Regions from separate parts of the Mus musculus genome. Here regions 2, 3, 4 and 5 are each linked to region 1. A link is a contact called in public promoter capture Hi-C data. All regions are on one chromosome and are shown on one strand. Each heading gives the region's core, a stretch centred on a gene start, on an enhancer-like site or on the middle of the called end of the contact. The rest is flanking DNA. Distances are from core to core; before and after follow the strand shown. Region 1 holds the start of Eid2b (EP300 interacting inhibitor of differentiation 2B). Region 2 holds the start of Cox7a1 (cytochrome c oxidase subunit 7A1). Region 3 holds the start of Zfp568 (zinc finger protein 568). Region 4 holds the start of Egln2 (egl-9 family hypoxia-inducible factor 2). Region 5 holds the start of Numbl (numb-like).

Evidence for each region. Promoter capture Hi-C pulls out the DNA fragments that hold promoters and counts their contacts. Capture Hi-C pulls out chosen DNA fragments and counts their contacts.
Region 2: a promoter capture Hi-C map of liver shows a contact between it and region 1, with 5 times the contacts expected there. The contact joins the promoter of Cox7a1 here to the promoter of Eid2b in region 1. A contact is called at or near these places in 2 of 39 promoter capture datasets (liver and neutrophils) and 1 of 9 other capture datasets (liver).
Region 3: a contact with region 1 is called in a promoter capture Hi-C map of adipose tissue, with 2.8 times the contacts expected there. The contact joins the promoter of Zfp568 here to the promoter of Eid2b in region 1. A contact is called at or near these places in 2 of 39 promoter capture datasets (maxillary cranial neural crest and pre-B cells), 1 of 115 datasets of contacts at active chromatin or transcription factors (astrocytes) and 1 of 9 other capture datasets (adipose tissue).
Region 4: a contact with region 1 is called in a promoter capture Hi-C map of cranial neural crest. The contact joins the promoter of Egln2 here to the promoter of Eid2b in region 1. A contact is called at or near these places in 2 of 39 promoter capture datasets (cranial neural crest and pre-B cells).
Region 5: a contact with region 1 is called in a promoter capture Hi-C map of liver, with 3 times the contacts expected there. The contact joins the promoter of Numbl here to the promoter of Eid2b in region 1. A contact is called at or near these places in 2 of 39 promoter capture datasets (both in liver).

Annotation. Positions count from the first base shown.
Region 1 is chr7:28,276,391-28,279,074 of GRCm38.p6, reverse strand. Eid2b (EP300 interacting inhibitor of differentiation 2B) reads right to left here and starts at 1,369. Exons shown (of 1, transcript NM_001177427.1): 1 at 1-1,369. The coding sequence starts at 1,294. The coding sequence ends at 839.
Region 2 is chr7:30,182,797-30,185,480 of GRCm38.p6, reverse strand. Cox7a1 (cytochrome c oxidase subunit 7A1) reads right to left here and starts at 1,310. Exons shown (of 4, transcript NM_009944.3): 1 at 1,236-1,310; 2 at 310-396; 3 at 122-206. The coding sequence starts at 1,250.
Region 3 is chr7:29,982,607-29,985,290 of GRCm38.p6, reverse strand. It overlaps Zfp568 (zinc finger protein 568), which reads right to left and starts at 1,336. Exons shown (of 10, transcript NM_001167872.1): 1 at 1,063-1,336; 2 at 1-31. Gm31735 (a long non-coding RNA gene) reads left to right here and starts at 1,770. Exons shown (of 2, transcript XR_001778074.2): 1 at 1,770-1,858.
Region 4 is chr7:27,165,502-27,168,185 of GRCm38.p6, reverse strand. It overlaps Egln2 (egl-9 family hypoxia-inducible factor 2), which reads left to right and starts at 1,384. Exons shown (of 6, transcript NM_053208.4): 1 at 1,384-1,502; 2 at 2,458-2,684.
Region 5 is chr7:27,257,445-27,260,128 of GRCm38.p6, reverse strand. Numbl (numb-like) reads right to left here and starts at 1,368. Exons shown (of 10, transcript NM_010950.2): 1 at 1,168-1,368. The coding sequence starts at 1,191. It overlaps Coq8b (coenzyme Q8B), which reads right to left. Exons shown (of 15, transcript NM_133770.2): 15 at 2,180-2,684. The coding sequence ends at 2,604.

The DNA of each region.
Region 1 (2,684 bases), core at 120-2,619:
TACAGAAAACACAAATCTGTATGGATACCTATTTTCAATTTGGCAGATAAGTTTAACTTCCCATAGTATCTTTTGCAGAATTTGAGTCTTGTGTCTGTATTATTTAAATAATCACTCATCTATTTCCGCATGGTTACAACTACACAAGGTCTGGAAAAATATTCATCTCACAACACATACATGGTTTTCCCTATCTGAATATTTACAACTCGTCTACAGAACATCAAACACAAGAAGTAACGATACATGGATCTTGTCAGCTGACGATGGGACGACCCTCAATTCTGAAATGTCCAAGTGGTTTACAGCTTTCTTCTTACTCAGTAAAACCCGGGAGGAACAGAATCTAGCAAGCACATCCCCTGGTTTCTTCCCGCATCTCCGCTGATTTCTATGGTCTTTTTCATTGATATTTCTTAGACTTCATCTTTGCAAAACCATCGTCCTTCGCAGTGAAGCAACCATGATTTTCAACAAATGCAGGGGAGGGAAAGATTGCTGACAGTCACAAGGTGGAAGTCAGAAGAGTCCTCTTTGCTTGTCAGCCTCAAGCCTCAAGTGCCCTTCTCTCTCCCGGCCTGCTTCATTCCACCCTGCCCACGGCTGGATTCTGGCATGGATTCCCCACCTCATGACATTTGCCCAGACATCTGCCTTTGCCCTTGATTCTAGGAGTCACCTGACTTCCTGGCCACCAATCTTTTATTTTTATTTTTTATTTTTAAAAGACAGTCTCCTGTAGCCCAGGCTGGCCTCCAACTCGCTACATGGCGGAGGATGACCTTGAAGTCCGGTCCTCCGGCCTCCTTCCTCGGAGGTTATAGGTGAAGGCCACCCCTCAGTCGGCGTTGGGGCCGCGGGCGTCGGAGGCCGTGAGCGCCAGCATGAAGGCGCGGGCGTGCGAGTCCATCTGCGGGGGGTTGGCGTCGAAGGCCGCCTCCCTGGCCCTGCAGCCCTCCACGAACAGCCGGCGGCGCTCCTCGATTTCGTGGAGCAGCCTGGTGGGGATCAGGGGGTTGGTGTGCAGATAGTGTTGGAACATCCGCTGCTCGTACAGCTCTAGGAGGAGGAGCGGCGCGTGGACGTGCGGGATCGCCATCAGGCCCGCCACGCCGGGGAACTGCCCGGGAGCCAGGCCCGGGGCCGGCGCCATGGGCTGGGAGGCTGTGGCCAGCGGGTCTTCCTGGGCTTCGGGGACCGGACTGCCTCCGCCCAGTCCCACCTGCAGGACGTCGCCGACGCCGTTCATGGGGCTCAGGTCCGGGATCCTGCTCTCTCCGGGAAGCTCGGACATTGCCACCGTTGAATCCTCAGAAGCACCGGCTCCGGCGGCAGCGTGAAGATGTGCGCATGCGCGGGCCTCGGCGCCCTGGAAAACAAAAGTGCTTGCGCAAGGACGGGTGCCCGGACCTCTATCGCCCTCTAGGGGTGCCATGTGCCATTACCGCCACGGCCGCCTCAAGTTCTGAACCAGCAGGGGCGGCATCACATACTTTAATTTATTATTATTATTATTATTATTATTATTATTATTATTATTATTATTATTATTATTTTATTGCCTTGTTTGAGGCAGCGTCCATGTACATTTGGCTGGCCTGGAACTCATATATACACTCAGATCTGCCTGCTTCTGCCTCCAGAAAACTGGAATTAGCGGTGGTGGCGGCGCACGCCTTTAATACCAGCACTCCGGAGGCAGAAGCAGGTGGATCTCTGGAGCCAGATCCAGGACAGAGAAACCCCGTCTCAACAAACAAACAAACACATATATGGATGTTTTGTTACATATCTGTATATGTAAGCCATATGTGTGTCTGGATCCTAAGAAAATCTGAAGACGGTATCGGTAACTAGAGTTCCAGGGTGTTTGTGAACTGGGCTAGAGATAGCTCAGTGGCTGAGAACTTGCCTAGGGTGTAAGGTCTTGGGTTTGACCCCTATCTGAGAGACAGAGAAGAGAGAGAGGGGAGGGGGAAGGAAAGGTGGGGAGGGAGGAAGCAAGGTAGTTTTGAGCTACCACACAGGTTTTGGGAACTGAACCTGGGTTGTCTGAAAGAAAAAGTGCTTTTAATCTCCGGACTGTTTTTTAGTGTGTCTGTGTAAGTCGGAACCGTGCAGCTGTGGAGGTCAAGGTCAACGTCGTGGCCTTCTCTCCTTCCAACCTTATTGAACTCAAGGTGCTAGTCAGTTGTGCTCTACTCTGGCTTCTGTGTCACATTTAGCTTTGAGTGCGCACACGAGTTCGAGCCACGGCAGGTGTATGGAGATCAGAAGATAACTTTTAGGAGTCAGTTCCATCCTACCATGTGGACCCAAACTCAGGTTGTCAGGTTTGGCAAGTGAATGCCTCTACCTAGTGATCCATCTTGCTGGCATATTTTCTTCATTTTTGCTCGTTACGGTTGGTGTAGCCGTTTCTCTCGGCACTTCCATGCCTCTTTCCCCCACGCAGTGGCAGCACTTCCCTTACTTGAGTGTAATACACTGTTGAATCTCCTAGGGTGGCCACTGCCTGTCGATAATCTCAGAAAACAAGAGGGCTACCCGTGGTGGAGCACAGCTGCAATCCCAGTCTTTGGGAGGTAGAGGCAGGAAGATGAGATTATGTTCGTCCTGGGCTACTTGGCAAGTTCTAGGCCAGCCTGGGCTAATGTGAAAAGTGTGCTAAGAGTCTGAAATGC
Region 2 (2,684 bases), core at 61-2,560, 1.9 Mb before region 1:
TCAGACTCAGAAATCCGCCTGCCTCTGCCTCCCAAGTGCTGGGATTAAAGGCATGCGCCACCACTGCCCGAGGACCCTGGCTATTCTTATGACCAGAGCAAGCCAGTGGTCCTGCACTTACCCCCCAGAGTCAGCGTCATGGTCAGTCTGTACAGGACGTTGTCCATTCCCCCGCCTTTCAAGTGTACTGGGAGGTCATTGTCGGCCTGAGTTGGAGGGGTGAGAACAGGGTTGCTGGCTCCTGCACAGACCTCCACCTGCCCAGCGACCCCCACCCCTCATTAGGTCCAGAGACTCTGTCCCGCCTACCTGGAAGAGCTTCTGCTTCTCTGCCACACGGTTTTCTAAGTGGCTTCTGGTAGATGAGCTAAAAGACCGGACCAGAGCCTGGGAGACCTGGAGGGATAGGAGATGGGTCTGTAGGGAGCACCTGGAGATCTGCCCTCATGTGGATCCCGCAGGAAGGGAGCGCTTTGCGATGTGGGGACTACATTTCTGATGAAGAACTAGGTAAGATATCTTAAGGCAAGATAGTTACTAGTGAGAGCGGGGGTGGGGTGGGGGTTGGGGGTGGGGACATCTGTCAAGACATTGGTGGAAGCCTATTATCCCAGCATTCAAGAGGAAAGCAGGAGTTGGGGCCAGCCTGGGCTACTTAGTAAGCATTTAGAAAATGAGAGGAGGTGTCACATAAGTTGTTACAATTGGGAGGTGGAGGTCGGAGGTCAAGGACATTCAGCTGCATAGCAAGTTAGAGACCAGCCTGGGCTATGGGAGACCCTGTGTCAAAACAAACATACAAACAAACAAACAAACAAACAAAGGAGTGGGGATGGGGAATCGGTGTCTAGAAGCTACAGCTTGGAACTCTCTGCAGGCTGTGAGAGACTCCAGTGCTGAGAATGTGAAATGGGCGCTATGGGGTTTGAAGGAGAGGGCTAGATTAATACCAGAAAATCAGGTTCCAGGGATGGCAAGACTGGCTTGGAAGTTCCATGAGAGTTGGTTTTAGGGCCCCCTGGGATGTTAAGGGGGACTCGGGTAAACGGAGGCTTAAACCCAGGGTTCTGGACCATGTTAAGGATAGTGCTGTCTGGAAGCTCAGGCTGCCAGGGAGGAAGTCCCAGTCTGAAGGGTGCACCTGTTCTAAGACTCCGGATCCTGGCATGTTTAGGTTAGGCATCTGGGTTGTGGGGTTCCCCTCCACCCCGACACAGCCCGTGCTGGGGCCTCACCCGTAGGGCCCTCATTTTGCGTCCTCAGCAGCTCCGAGTCACCTCCCCTCTTCGCCCAAGGACGTGCAGCACTTTACCCTAAGGGAATCCCAAGCCACGCCCACTGACTCCCAGACTGGTGGGGCGTGACCAAATTAGATTTGTCCAATAGGGTCAGAGAGAAAGTGTTCCAACTTGTCAGTCATCGTTTCCGCATTTGGGTTGACCCCAATGACAGTGGCTCAGGGACTTGCCACTCCCTGGCTGTTATCTAGGGTTACCCTGCTGATAATCTGGGAGCCAGTGAGGGCAGAGATAAATGTCTGTCTTCTGAATGAGTGATCACTGCACCTTGGAGCCTTAGTTTCCATATTTGTTTCCTCAGGGCCAAGTCAGGATCTTCCCCAGTGTTCTTGAGGAAACAAGGAGTCACCCCGATACAGATAAAGATATTTACCAGGCCAGAACTGATTTAAGAAATTAAAGAGATAGAGAGAGAGAGAGGGAGGGGGGGAGGGAGGGAGAGAGAGAGAGAGACAGAGAGAGAGACAGAGAGAGAGAGAGAGAGAGAGAGAAAAAGAGAGAGAGAAGGAGGGGGGAGGGGCGGGGGGGGGCTGTGCGGGCGTGATGGCACACGCCTTTAATCCCAGCACTCGGGAGGCAGAGGCAGAGACAGGTGGATTTCTGAGTTCGAGGCCAGCCTGGTCTACAGAGTGAGTTCCAGGACAGCCAGAGCTACACAGAGAAAGAAACCCTGTCTCGAAAAACTAAAAAAAAAAAAAAAAAAAAAAAGAAAAGAAAAAAGAAAAAGAAAAAAGAAAAGCGGGCCGTGGTGACCCAGACCTTTAATTCCTGCACTTCTGAGGCTCACTGTTCTACAATGGTCTACACGGTGAGTTCCAGCCTTGCTACAGGCACTACGTAAAGAGACCCTGTCTCAAAAAAAAAAAAAAAAAAAAAAAAAAAAACAGTTTAAGGACTGACAATGGAGGGCAGGAGAGGTGGCTTGCCGATTAAGAGCACTGACTGCTAGTCCAGAGTACCCTGGTTCAGTTCCTAGCACCTACATGGCTGTTTACCTATGTCTGTAACTGCAGGTCCAGGGGATCCAACATCCTCACAGACACATACATTCGGGCAAAACACCAATGCACATAACAAAATAAAAAAGAATAGACAGTGAACAGATGGAGGAGAGGAGGGTAGGGAGGTAGGGGTCGTGAAGGGGATGGGAGAGATGGAAAGAGCAGAGGGAGAAAGAGTTGTTCCCTTAGAGAAAAATATGGGGCATTTGTATTGTTTTTTTAGCTGAAATTAAGCTTCCTAGATCTTTTCTTTTTTTTTTTTTTTTTTTGGTTTGGTTTAGGTTTTGAGACAGGGTTTCTCTGTATAGCCCTGGCTGTCCTGGAACTCACTCCGTAGACCAAGATGGCCTTGAACTCAGAAATCTGCCTGCCTGTCTCTGCCTCC
Region 3 (2,684 bases), core at 87-2,586, 1.7 Mb before region 1:
ACACTCAGCTGATATGTTGCTCATGAGAAACCTGAAACATAAAGACAAAGGGTTTGGAATATAAAATTTGTGACAAATGTAATTTGAGAGAGAGAGAGCTAGTGAGCAAGCTAGAGAGCAGAGCTAGAGAGTGCACACAAGAGAGTGCAAACAAGAGCACACTATCATCAAAGAGCACTTGCACTAAACGGTAACACCCAGTATAAAAGTATTTCTAGAGATTTCTTAATGTGGCAAATAGTTATTTTAATAGACTACAAGCTTACCCACACAACTTTTCTTTGGCTAAATATGGACACATTTGAAGCAGAGGTTTTTTAGAGTCTTTGCATGATCTCCCCTGTGCTCCCATAATCCACCGTGAAAAGAAAATATGTTTGGAATCAGTTCTTTTTAACTTGAGCACCAGAAAACAACAAACAGAGAGCAGATCTGAATTTCAACCAAATACAGCCTGGATCAGCTAAATGCAATGAATCTGCTAACAACGTGAACTGAAGGAATCCCAGTTGGTTTGCTATTGAGCTTAGGAATTTTTTTCAGCCATTATTAAACTAACTTCAGGGCTGGGAATGTAGCTCATTGGTACAGTTTTTGCCTGGTGTGATTGAAGCGTTAGATTTAAATTCAACACTACAAAGGTAAAAGAAAGAAAGAAGAGAAAAGAAAAGAAAAGAAAAGAAAAGAAAAGAAAAAGAAAAAAAGAAAAAGGAAAAGGAAAGGAGAGAAAAGAAAAGATTTTTTTAAAAATTAAATAAGCCAAGCAAGCCATTAGGTAATAATAGAAAGAAAAACTGAAAAAAGTTAGAGAAGAAAGTGTTGAAAGGGCGGCAATGAGGAGGGGGAAATCATTAGAAAGTACAGATTTTTTTTCCCCGTAGTTACGAGTTACGCCAAATGCTACACACCTAAGAACTCCGCGGTACAATTGCACACGCCACGCCATCCCCACACTCACCACACCCTTACTCAACCCCTTACCACCAAACATGGCCACGACAGGACACTCGCTCTCGCACAACCACACCCCCTCCAAATCTCCAGAGTAGCACAAACTCTTACCAGGTTTTTGGTTGCAGCTCCGAACAGGCTTGAGTCCCGCCTTCTGGCCCGGAGCTCTCCGCAAAGCTGTGACCCGGGATACTCCGAGCCCCCCGAGAGCCCGCGCCCAGCCCGAAGCCCACGGCCGGCGCAAACCGGACCACCCGTGCCTCTCCCGTGGAGAGGTCCCCGCAGCGCCACCAGCCAAAACCTCCCGAGACGCAACCTCAGAGACGCGGCATGCGGGCCACGCACGGCCAGCCCCTCCACTCGGGCGGCAGCGCGCGCCCGTTATGTCCCAGAGCACAGGTGCTCCCAGAAGGACCCGCGGCCCGACCCAACTTCCGGTCAGAGCTCGGCTGGCGTTTCCTGTGCTAGGGACAGGAGTCATGGCCGAAGGCGCCGAGGTGGCTGAGCCCATTAGCGCGGCGAGACGGTGACGCCGCCGGCGAAGCAGCGCTGGACGTGAGCAGCTGCGGGGACGGTCTTTTCCGGAACAACCAGAGGAGGCGCTGGGGGCGCTAGGTGGCTGTCCCTTTGTGGACTACATTTCCCAGAAAGGCTAGTGGCCTGTCCAGCCTCTCGGCAGGAGCCTTGCGACTGGGCGGACGCAGTGCCCTGGAATAGTTTTTGTGGTTGTTTGTAATACATTCTGATAGCTTTTCTATGAGGACATGAAATGTCTGGTCGTTGTGGAGTTGTGGCTTAAGTGTAAGACTGTGCCTACCTCTATGTGGCATCTTGCATGTAACCATGGGGCTCCTGTCACCCGAGTGGTTGTGACTTCAGAACTCTGCTCCTGGGAACAATCTCTGAGGTGAGGTTTAGATTCGCAAATTGGTCAGGGTGCCAGTTCTCTCCTAATCTCCATTCTCTACGCAGGATGGATAATGGGGACAAGGCTGGTAATGATCTCTGGCCTGGCCAAGAAAGACCTGGAGGGTCACAATTTTTTTATGTCTACTCCCAGTTTTACCCATTGCCAGGTCAGTTACCCAAAAGAGGCAAAGAATGCACTACAAACCACAAAGAGCCGGGCTTTCCTTTGTGCCGAGCCCAGAGTGATCCCAGGTATTGGACGGCCGCCCCCATCTTACTGCATGCCCGCAAGCCTTACTTTCTTTCAAGCTGCAGTAAAACCACCAGGCCTGGGCGAGCTCCCTAAAGGCTGAGATAAGACCTCTGTCTTAGAATAGCCTTGAGCCTGAATGAACATCCTCCTACCTGCCACACCCTGGGCTCCAGAACTAACCCTCAATTTACAAATTCCTTCTTTATTGTTCCCTGAACCTCTGCTCCTGCCTTTATGCTTCAAAAGGAGAAAGGAGACTGCTCTCTCCCTTTGTCAAAGGTCGAAGCTGACTTGTGACCCTAACCAGTTAGAAGTGTTTTCCCGGGGGGGGGGGGGGGGGGGAGGGAACGGGACGGGGGGAGGGTATAAAGTTTACTTGTGGTTTATTTCCGACTTTCTTGGTCCTTTCCTCATTATTTGCACACCCCATGACCCCAACATCTGAATGCCTCTGGAAGTACTTGCTTAATGACGACTTGTCATTTGAAAATAGATCCCTATATTGTCTCCATTGGAGAAAAGAATAGCTATACCTATTATTAAGTCAGAGAGAGGCATAGAGGTAGCCATG
Region 4 (2,684 bases), core at 135-2,634, 1.1 Mb after region 1:
AGACTAACCTGGAATTTGAGGTCTCCCTGCCTCAGCCTCCCATGAGCTGGGATTACAATGTACCCATCCCAGGTTGTGTACATGCTTCATGGTAGTGGCAGTACACGATCCATCAAAGGTGGTGTGTGCAGCGATGACATCCCTGTGTGTGACATGTATGGGGCAGTATGACACTGTGGCATGTGAGTAGTCTCTGGCCTGGTGACTGTGTTGGTGAGGCTGCTGTTGTGTGCAACATCAAGACCGAGGACTTGGGAATCTAAGGGGGGGTCTTGAGTCTGTGCCTGGTTTGACTTAGTGTACACCACCTCATGTCTGCAAACTAGGACGGTGGCTCACTGTGTTCCTAAAAACACGTGCTCCTGAGGTTTGTGTGTGCACTGATGGAGATTTGTTTCTTTGTGTGTGTCTGTGTGCCTGCGAACACGAACATTCTTCGCCATGTGCCACTGTGGTTCTTGTGCAACCCGGACTCCTGGTCATACTTAATGTACCCTGATGTCTTTATAGCCATAGCCTTCTGGAGACAGGTGCAGCCCCCCTCAGGACAGCTTCAGCTGCTCTCACAAAATGTCAGCAAGTATCCAAGCCCACTTATTGCCCATTTGTTAGGCCCTGGAGTTGGTGGAAAGGGTCGGGCATTCAAATAACCCTATCCACACAGCCCTCCCCGGAATGGTGGTATAAATATTAAGAGTAGCTTAGTGGTAGAGCGCTTGCATCGCACATGTGAAGCTCTGGATTCAGTCTCCAGCACTACAGAAACAAAAAATCCGCTTGGGCTACAGAGGAGCTGGGTTTTGCAAATGTCTTCTTTGTGAGTCTGTCCCAGGTTGCTTTAATCTGACTCCCACAGTTGCCCTGAGGGAGCAGCGAGGAGCGGGTCATGCAAATAGTACACATTTGCTCATTTGTTCTACCCGGTTTCGCTTCTCTAAGGACGTCCCGTACTCACCGTTATTTTTTTTTAAGTGCTTATGTAAATTACTGACGTAGGAATTTACATACACTTTCCAACTAACTGCGCAGTCATTTCTCAATATACTCTTGGGCTGTGTGCAGGAGCGGCCCATGTAAATGAGACATTTGCATAGCAAATGCCAAGAACCCAGCTGACAAGTTCACTGACACTTTTGGCTCCGAGGGGTGGGCCTTTCTGTGTGAAACTGCTCTTTTGTACCCCTCTCCAAGGGGCCGTCTTGAGAACTCACAGAACGCCTTTTACTGAACCTGCGTGTCTGCTTTCGCGTGGAAGGGGAGGAGCACATAATGCAAATAAGCCTCGCGTCCCGGACCAGCTCACTTCTTGGGCAGTGCGTTCTAAGCCTCCTGTCAACGTGCGGTTCGCGCACGCGCAGTCTCCTCGGCCGGGCCGCTGTCACGTGCCCAGCGGGCGAGGCGGGGGCGGGGCGTCGCGGGCGGTGGGGGGCGGGGTATGGCGCGCTGCGAAGCGCAGGGCGGCTGGCACAAACGGCGGCGCCGAGGCCGGAGGAAAAAGCTCGGTGAGGAGGTCGCGCGAAGGGAAAGACCCGGGGAGGAGAAGGAGTCTGAGGCCCGGTGGCCGGGCGCGGGCGACGGGGCTGGAGGCGGGAGCGCGCGCGGGCGGCAGCGACCCCACGCTAGGGCGTTGGGGGTGGGGAAGGAAGCGCGCGCCCGGCGCGGTGGGGCGGACCATTGGGGGCCACGGGAGCGCGCAATAACCACCAAGGGGAGGGGCCGGGCCGAGGCGGCCCCGCCTCAGTCACCCGGGGCGTCCCGCGGCCCCTGGGTCCTGGCGGAGGGGGTTGGGAGGAAGGCAGTCGGGTCGGACTCTGCTCTCGGGCTCCCTTCCGTCAGTCCGTCCGTCTGGCAGGACCTCCCTTCCGGCTGGGTGTGTGTCGGGCCCCAGTAGGCTTCCTCCCGTAGGGCACAGGTCGACCCCACCGGCCCTCCCGCTCCCCTGCCGTCTTGTTTTTCTCCCTGTTCTCTTTGTCCCTGGACTCCCGGTTTTCCCCGCCTGCCCTGGCTCGTAATCTTCCACCCAGGCGATTAGGTTCCCGCGAATGTTGCGCGGTGGCATTGCCCGTTGGTTCCCCACAACCCTGACTTTACCCTAGATTCCACACTCCCGTTTTCTGTGTCTCCTCCCTCCTCATCTCTCTGAGTCTCTATAGAAACCTCAGGCAGGTACCTTGTATTTTCCACTTGCATCGTCGCTTTTCGTCCACAGATATCTGTCTCCCTATCACCTTCCTCTCTGGGCCGTCATGCAACGTTCTCTGCACTTTCTCTCTATTACTCTTTATGCCAGACATTCCCTCTCAAATTCCCAAGTTATATGCCCCATGTTGTCTCCCTGTGTGCGTGTGTGTTTGTTGTGGCCCAGTCTGTCATCTACTTCCTGCTGGTACCATCCCCACCCCTTCCCACCTGCTCGTCTCTTGACTTCTTTTAAGTTCTTCCTTTTCTCTTTTCCAGCCACCCCCATCAGTCCCTTCTCAAGCTCCTAGAGACAACTGTGGACTTGGGGACCAGCGAGCACCCCCAGAGCACTAGAGGAGCCCCTGCTGCCTGCCCTGCCTCACCCTGCCCCACACGAGGCCCAGCGGCCCCGGGCTGCATCAAGTGGAGGAGGAGGAGGCGGAGGAGGGTGGCACCATGGGCCCGGGCCGTGCCCTCCATGCCCGGGGGATGAAGACACTGCT
Region 5 (2,684 bases), core at 119-2,618, 1.0 Mb after region 1:
AGGGTCTCACAAAAAGACATATGCATATCTATTTAAACACAGTCTAAAAAGTACAGGAGTCTGAACAGTGAACGGCTGCCATCACATCCACGGTCACACACACACACACACACACACACACACCAGACATCACCACATCCAACCACAAGCATGCAGGCAGACAACGCAGGATACCTCATCCTTGCCAGCTGTAATGCAAGCACACACACAGCTACAGTCACACAAACACCAGATCACACTTCTAGCCACATCCCCAACCCTTACACACACACACACACACACACACACACACACAACCACACAAAGCCGCTGGTCACCACAGAGGCTACAGACAGGTTTCCACCCGTCTCTGGGGAGCCGCCCCCAGCCCAGGCTGAATCCTGGAGCCTGGGGGGCAAGGGAAAGCTGAGCATTGTCTCCGGGTGGGGCCTCTCTTAGACGCTGAGCAGCCCTAGGGACAAAAGGGGTGGCCTAGGAGACCAATGTCTTGAGACCCCTGACTAAGCATGGGGTGGAGGTGGGGTAGGGGAATGCCTGAAATTCTCCTTATTTTATTCACGCTGGGGTGGAGTTTCAGACACAGAGACCTTGTTCTGAGAAGGGGATTTGCCTGGGACACCGCCCAAGGGCTTGGGGGGACAGGCTGGATCCAGGACCCCAGGGAGTAGACAGTACTTGGAAACCGCCCCCCCATCCCCCAGAGCCTTAGCCTTGGCAGCTCTATCCAGGGACTTCATCTTCAAGACATCGCCCAGGGGGCTGTTGTGCTCAAAGAAACCCTCTAGCAGGGAAGAGTACTGATTTTGTCTGGAATCGGCTCAGTTAAGGCCTCAGCTTGATAAAGGGGACCGTATCCGGACCCTGAACGCCAAACCTTGCCCAGGGAGTTTTACCTAGAATTTATGTAGCCCTGTCCATGATTTGGGGGGAATCTGTATTCCAGGATCCCTATTTTCAGGGCCTTCGCAGAGATGGCCTGTGCTGGACCAGACCCCAGTCTGGCAGGTTTGGGATTGCCAGGAACCTGTTCCCGGACCCCCACCCAGGACCACCCTTTCCAGCCTTGGCATCTTCTCTCCATCCGGGCGCTGCTGCCGCCTCCCACCCTTCGCCACATCAGCAGCGGCGCCGCCCCCGGCCCGAGCCCCCCGAGCCCGCCCTTCTCACGCTGGCCGCCGCGCTGCGGGACATCCAGGGCCCGGGCGCCCCCGCCTCCCGCGGCCCCGGTTGGGCCCGGCTTCCCGAGTGCTGCTGCTGCTGTGGTGGCGGCGGCTCGGTCTGACGCGGGCCCGGCCCGGGGCCGGCGGCTGGTGCGGGATGCAAGCGCGCGAGCCAGCTCGGCTCCCGGGAGGATTCCGTTCCGGGGGCGGGGGAGCATCCCTCCCTCGGCGCCCCGCCCCGACCCCGCCCATTGGCCCGCCGCCTGCTGTATATGCAAAAGATAACCCCGCCCTCCCGCAGACCACGCCCCCACATAAACACTACCGGGTCTCCTCCCAAGCAAAGGCCGGCCCGCCCCGCCCCTTGGTCTGGCCTTGCGGGAACCTGCACGCATCCCTAGAGGAGTGCCTCTCAGGTTGAGGCGCAGGTTCTATTTGCTTCCATAACCCCTGACCTCAGATCCCCTATGGTTCTGCTTCTGAAGAATTGCTTTGGGAGGCGCCTCGTCCTCAAATCTTGCTTAACCCCACGGTTCTCCCAGCCCGGCGGGGGCGGGCAGAAGCGGTGACGAGGCACTTTTTGCAGGCGAGGGGAGGGGAGAGGAGGGGAAGGAAAAGAAACAGACCCTGGAGTCCTGGAGGGAGATCACTCTGGCTTGCGAGAAGTGGGCATTGGGTTAGACCAGGTCCTAGTTCTGGACTCAGCTGCACCCCTACCCCTGTCCTGTAGGTTTGGCAGAGCAGCTGTTAGGGGCATTAGGGCCCATTAGCAAAGGCGAGGTTGTCAGGAACAGGAGGGAGCCTGAAGCTGGGGGGTGGGGGGGGGGGCGAGTATGTGATAGAAGGGTACTTCTCAGCTGCCACAGCCCTTGGAGCAGGTGGTCAGCACGTGGGGGGGGGGGCGGAGGAGGTTCCCTGCAACAGATGGCCCTAGACAAGGGGGTGGGGTGGGGGGTCTGGCCATCTGCACCTGGAGCTGCCTGTGAGCTCCTCCCCCTTAGCACAGAGAGAAAAGAACTGGGGGCAGGGAAAGGGTGCCTTTATTCGGAGGAAAGGATCAGCACCCACCCCCACCCTCCAATACACAGGCTGGAACCCGGGAAGAAGGCAGCTGGTAGAGGAGCAAGGGAGGCAAAGGTGAGGACCGCCCCCAACAGCCACCATCTCCCCTGCAGATCCTGGAAGACCTGGGGCCGAGGGGCGTCTCCTTCACATGAGAGTGGACCCAAGGCTCACTTAGATGGTGGCAGGATTCTGCTGGCTCCTAGCCTCAGAATTCAAGGTTGCTCACTTAGGATCAGGGAGCTAACTCCAGGGGCCCAAAGATCCAAGGCAAGAAACTAGGTTCTGGAGACCAAGAAAGAGGAGGAGGGGACTGCCTGCTGTGGAGCTGGTATCCCTGGATGGAATCTGTCATGGTGGGGTCGGCAGGGAGGTCCCTAGTCAGGAGGCTGCTGGCAGCGGCAGTGTCTGGCGACTGGCCCAGTAGCGGTGGTAGGTATCTTGGAAGAGGTCCCGGCAGGC